Regions from separate parts of the Triticum aestivum genome. Here region 1 is linked to region 2. The links are chromatin contacts, called in public Hi-C maps. All regions are on one chromosome and are shown on one strand. Each heading gives the region's core, a stretch centred on a gene start, on an enhancer-like site or on the middle of the called end of the contact. The rest is flanking DNA. Distances are from core to core; before and after follow the strand shown.

Region 1 (3,000 bases), core at 41-2,540, 690 kb before region 2:
CCCCCGCGCTGGACAGATGGAGGAGAACCCGAGCAGGGATGGGCAACCCTGGCGGCGCCACGCCCCGGTGAAGATGCTTTTGTGAAGAAGGGATTTAATAACTGAAACAGAAGTCATATTGTTTACAAGCTTCTTAAGTTAGTATTGATTCTGCCAGTAGCTACTGCTAGTGTTGAAAGAGTATTCTCTTCAATGAGTTATGTGAATTAAGGAACAAAATGGGTGATGAATATTTGAACAATTGTTTGGTTACATTTGTTGAGAGTGAATTTTTCGATCTAGTGAAGGATGAAGATGTCATCAATCTCTTTCAAAAAGGCGACCACATAGTTATATTGTAAAAAGGATATCATCACTTTATCAATCAAAAGGTACTTATGTATTCATGTCGTTATGGTCTGGTACATTGAAATATTGTTATTGCTGTTATGCTAGTGTTGTTTCGTTCATATATTGCTAGTGTTGTGTTGTTTGGTTCATATACTACATTTACAGCAAAAGAAAAAAATTGGATGACCCAGCCTTCATTTACTGCAGCTGCCACTGCGAGGGGTCATCCTCATTTTAAAAAAATTAAAAAATTAGCATTGTATTTACACATTCATGCCAAGTTGTATAACCAGTTTAGTGTATTTTTTTCAAGTTCAGACACTAAACTGAATGCAAACCAACGTGTGGTTGGATGGTTAGAGGGATTGTTGTATCCCCAGCCCACCATGGTTCAAATCCTGGTGCTCGTATTTATTCCTGGATTTATTTCAGGATTTTCGGCGATGAGCATTCAGTGGAAGGAGACGTTCCCGTCGACGACGGGGTGTTTACGGTGACTTCGTAAATTTCAAGATGATACGCCGGCTCAGTCTTTCAGAGGTGCTCATAAGGGTAGGGTGTGCGTGCGTGCGTTTATAACAGTGAGTGTATGCGTATGTATATGAGCGCTTGTGTTTGTACTGATGTTTAAAAAAAGTTCAGTCTTTCAGAGGTACTTATAGGGTAGGGTGTGCGTTTGTTCGTTCATAAGAGTGAGTGTATGCGCGTGTATATGAGCGCTTGTGTCTATACTGATGTTAAAAAAACACTAAACTGAATATACGTGGCAAGTTCAAGCATCAGCTTTATTTACACGTAAAAGTGTAAGCAAATCGCGGCTGATATCGACTAATTTCGGCACCAACTGCGCAATTTACGTGCGTCTGCAGACGTCTGCGCACACGCAATAAGACGTGGGATAGTGGGATCCCGATCCCTGGGTCAACCGCCAAGTCTTCCCACCACCCCTATCCTCCCCTCCCCTCCCCTCCCCTCCTCGTCCGACCGTCTGCGCACGCCTACGGTCCGGCTACCCAGCCCACCGTGCCCCGGCGACGAGGCGGACGAACACGTGTGGGCCAGCCGACCTCACCGCCGCCGATCCCCACAAAAATAATCCCCGGCGACCACCCCCGCCTCGACACGACCCCCCACCCCCTGACACACGGTCCCACAACACGAAAGGGATCCGACTTCCCAGTGGGGTCCGGCGAGGGAGGAAAAAAGAGTGAACCGCGCCGCTCATCGCTCGCCCCCTTTTAAACGGACGCCGGGCGAAGAGGAGGGAGACACATTCAAGTCCAGTTCGTCGGTTGGTGGTGGTGGTGGCGTGCGTGCCTGGGCGACTCTGCCTCAAACCCTCATCAGGTCCCTCGATCGCCACGCTCGAGTAAGCGCGGATCGCTCTCTGCATATATCCTTCGATCTGTATTTTGTGGGTTCTCTCGAGCGCTCGTGTTCGATTCGATCGGAATCTGACCGCGACCGGGCGAGGAGTTCTTGATTCGGCCGCCGCGCCGATCCTTGGATCGGCGTCGCTCGATTCTGCCCCAAGTTGTAGCCGCGCGGGCTGCTCGGTTGGACAGATCTTCTCCCTCTGGGTTAGGATTTAGGGGGCATCCCTTCCTGCTCTCGTTTTCTTCGTCCATTCCTGGTTATTATCCACCGGATTAGGATTAGGATTTATGCCCCAATAGTAGTAGCAGTATGACTATCTGTGATTCACTTCCCCAAATGCGATTGTCCGCAAAAGGAGAAGAAAAGTCTACTCGGTTACTCCTTTTCTGGCCAAGCTTTTGTTTTGTTTTGTTATTATATTGTTGCTATTGCAGAATGGCTTTGCCAAGATAGTCTAAAGTTTCGATCAAAAGATTTGGCGTGTTTACCTATTTATATATAATATAGTACTACTTTTAGGATGGTTGGGCTGGGTTCATGTAATGCAAAATCGTTATCGTTGTCGATTGTGCACAAATAATTGTTGGACGGTGGACTGAGATTGACCATGCTCTTAAAATTCAGGTTGATTACAGAACTGGAGAAGGGTAAGGTGAGTATAAGCATCAGAGGTATATAGCATGAGTAATACCAGCGGCGCACGGCGTGCCGCGAGGAGGCAATCGCTGGATGGATCTGCTGATAAAGTTGTTGTGGACTTGGATGCAAGCTCGCCGGTGGCGGGGAACCATCATGGGCTCTCGGTCTTCCCTGGTGCACGCACATCGCCTATTGATGTGGAGGCTCTCGATGATGAAGTGCAGGCGCTATCGCCTTCACAAGTGCCTCCCCCGGTAAATTTCTTATCCTCGTCTTTTAATGATGCATCATGCACTTAACTTTTCAAGAATAAAATGTTATGCCATTGGGTCCGTGGTGATGTTTAAGAAACAGAGTCTGTGTATACACCAATTACTAGTGTTTACTGTACTTCTTGCTCTGATTTTCCTGCTAGGAATATATCTATAATCATGGATCAGTTTTATCAAACTACCTTGCATTTTGCAGGGGTTGAACAGGAGAACTAGAGGGCAACCTGTGACGCCATTTGCTCTGGATGAAGATGCTGTTCTGGAAGGTTAGTTCATTACTTACTACATATTTCACTTGATAGAAATGTTTGGCTTCCAACACAAAAGAATTTGGGCATAAATTCTTCATCAGTTTTGTATGAGTTGTGTTGATAGATTCTTC
Region 2 (2,853 bases), core at 132-2,631:
TCCTTTTGACACCCACGATTGCTTCCTAAGGACACTGGCTGCATCTCCAAAAGCATCATTCGATTTGAAGACTTATGCTCCTTGGATCATATGTTTCATACAAAGAAAATCTACCATTGCGTATCAGATGGTCGTGCTCATCGTGGCACCATTCAATTTGAAGACTTATGCTCCTCGGATCATGTGTTTCTTTAGAGCACAATCTCTTTTGGTAAGGTCAAAAACATACACCTCTTGAACGATGCATCTGTGACCGCTTGCTCTCAAACAGGTCGGCCGGTCGGCGACACGCTCTCAGTTTTCAAAGTGGTATGTGTCATGCCCAATGCCAATAGGAGTACCTTCTAGGACGCGGAATTTGTACTGTATATCTTTCTCTGACGTGGCGAGTCGAGCCATGGCAGGGAGGGTAGGGCAACCTAGCACAGGACCTCTTGCAAAAGAAAGAAAAACACCAGAAATCTTGGCCTGAGAGGGAGACAAATAACTGCTGATACACATTTCAGTGCAGCGAATATCACGACGCCACATCGGCTCCGTCACGCATCCCTCGTTCTTGCAGCCTCGCAGGTTGCGTGCCATTGCTCGGCCAAGTTGCAAGCCTGCAGAGGAAAATGTTTCTTCCTTCCTTTGCAGTTTTCGTCCCGCACGTATTTCACTTTTTTCACTTGGGGGAACGCACGCACGGTTATTTTACTACTCCATACTACGTACGTGATAGGTCAACCATGTCATGGGCACAGGCCGTTGTTATCATGTATTCATGTGGTCCTTGACTCAAATCTAGCTCATTGATCCCTCCGTCCACGAATAAGTGTATGTTTGATACTTAAAATTTATCCACAAAAGAGTATACTTCTATCTTTTCAATGCACTTTAAAATAGAAAAATGCTTCTCTCTCATTATGAACAGGTAACCACATCTTCCTTCCTGCGTGCAAGCACAACGGTGGCGACTTCCATTATGTTGGCTCCAAAATGCATGTATTGTGGTCGCTGCCATTTGAGAATCATTACCGATTCTAGCAAGGCTGCACGCTACATGTGTCCCTAGAATTGAAAAGACGCTTTTAAGTAGTAGTACTACTCTACGAACAAAGCATTAAAAAGAGCATAAATTGATAGGCATATAGTACAGTATATGTTCGCCCACATTCCCTTCTCGCAAAAAGAAAAGGCAAATCCAACATTTTCTCTAGAATTCGGATTCAAATTGAAATAGCTCCTCAAATCTTCCTCCTTCATCTCGGAAACGGTAAATTTTGGGGAGTTTCACTTCCGCGCCCGCTTTGCCACCACCACTTCAGCCTACCCCATTTCCACCGCGGTAAGTAGCAAGTGCACCACTAACTAACTAACCCCAAGCTTTAACCCAAACCCCGTGGCATTACCGGCCGCTAACCAAGCGATTAACCAACCCCCAGACGGTCAGGCAGTTTCCGCTTCGTCGTCTTCCCCGGGTCCTCCTTCCACCTCGTCGCCTCCCTCCCTCCACCCCTCGAACTCCTCGCCCTCGCCGGCTCCCAAATCCCGCCACCCCGCCTTAATCCCCCTCCCACGGCCGACGCGGAGGAGACCAGCCACCAGCTGTGTCGCGGCCGGATTCGGCCGCTGATCGAGGGCCGCTTCCTTTGGGTGCTTGGATTGGATGGCGGGCCGGTCGCGGGGTCCCTGGTCGGCGTAGCAGGCTGGGCTGGCCGGCGCCATGTTCGCGCCGAGGAAGGTGGAGGACGAGATGGCGCTCGGCAGGCAGAGGACCGTCAGGTGAGCCGCGGCGGCCTAGCTTCTCTACCCGATCTGCTGCTTTTGGTCAGGGATCCAGCATTTGGGGCCGTGCTTCGGCGCGAGCTTCGGGGTTGGGGGCTCGGCAGCATCGGTTTGATTCGTATCGTTAGCCTGTTGGAGCAGGCAGTTGCAGTGTCTTAAATTTTGAGCTGTTAAGCCATACCGTAGCATGGGAGCTTTTCCCCTTTTTGGTTGATCTGGTCGGTGTTAAAGTAAAAGGCAGCATCACATAAAGTAAAACTGTTGATTGAGAACCCAATTCGTTTTGAAATACAGGGATCCAGCAATTAGGACTCTGCTTCGGCGGTTAGTCTGTTGGAGCATGCAGTTGTAGTGTCTTAATTTTTTTTTTTGAGTTGTTAAGCTGTACTAGCATGGAGCTTTTCCCCTTTTTGGTTGATCTGGTCGGTGGGGAATTTGCATTTATGGATAAAGTAAAAGGCAGCATCACATAAACAAATGCTGTTGATTGAGAACTAAATCTGTTTTGAAGTACAGTGGTCCTCTGCTTACTTAATATAGAATGAAGAATATTTCTTCTGAATAATAAAAAAACTATTATGCATATTGTTAATGAGGAATAAGAATTACAGTAGTCTATTGCATTTATCGCGTGTTCTGAATGATTTTATGTTTCAAGTCAGATACTAGAGTCCAACCTTTTTTTGCTGGTACCATTCACAGGTTCTATGACGAGGGGAGAAAGCCAGCGATACCGATTCAACAGAAACAGGCAGCGTTCGCTGCTAGTAAACTTGGCGTTGCGAGCTCAGGGAAGAACAAGATTTTCGTGGGAGGGGATGCGCAGCAGTACAAGATTTTCGATCCATCTAGCGACTTCATCTTGATGTGGAACCGCATTTTCCTTTTTTCGTCCTTCCTTGCTCTATTTATAGATCCCCTGTACTTCTACGTGCCAAAAATCGTCTATGGCGACACCTATTCCTGTGTTGGGACAGACAGGCATTTGACCATCATCATTACATTCTTCCGATCAATTGCCGATCTCTTGTATGTGATTCACATCATAATGAAGTTCAGAACTGCATTTGTTAAAACTAGCTCAAC

Evidence for each region. Hi-C and Micro-C count contacts between places; a contact is called where the count stands out from the background.
Region 1: a Hi-C map of leaf shows a contact between it and region 2, with 5 times the contacts expected there. The contact joins the promoter of LOC100682522 here to the promoter of LOC123138908 in region 2.

Annotation. Positions count from the first base shown.
Region 1 is chr6B:666,229,240-666,232,239 of IWGSC CS RefSeq v2.1, reverse strand. LOC100682522 (E3 ubiquitin-protein ligase BRE1A) reads left to right here and starts at 1,290. Exons shown (of 8, transcript XM_044558764.1): 1 at 1,290-1,699; 2 at 2,332-2,600; 3 at 2,815-2,884. The coding sequence starts at 2,388.
Region 2 is chr6B:665,542,657-665,545,509 of IWGSC CS RefSeq v2.1, reverse strand. It overlaps LOC123138908 (cyclic nucleotide-gated ion channel 17), which reads left to right and starts at 1,381. Exons shown (of 8, transcript XM_044558756.1): 1 at 1,381-1,764; 2 at 2,470-2,853. The coding sequence starts at 1,706.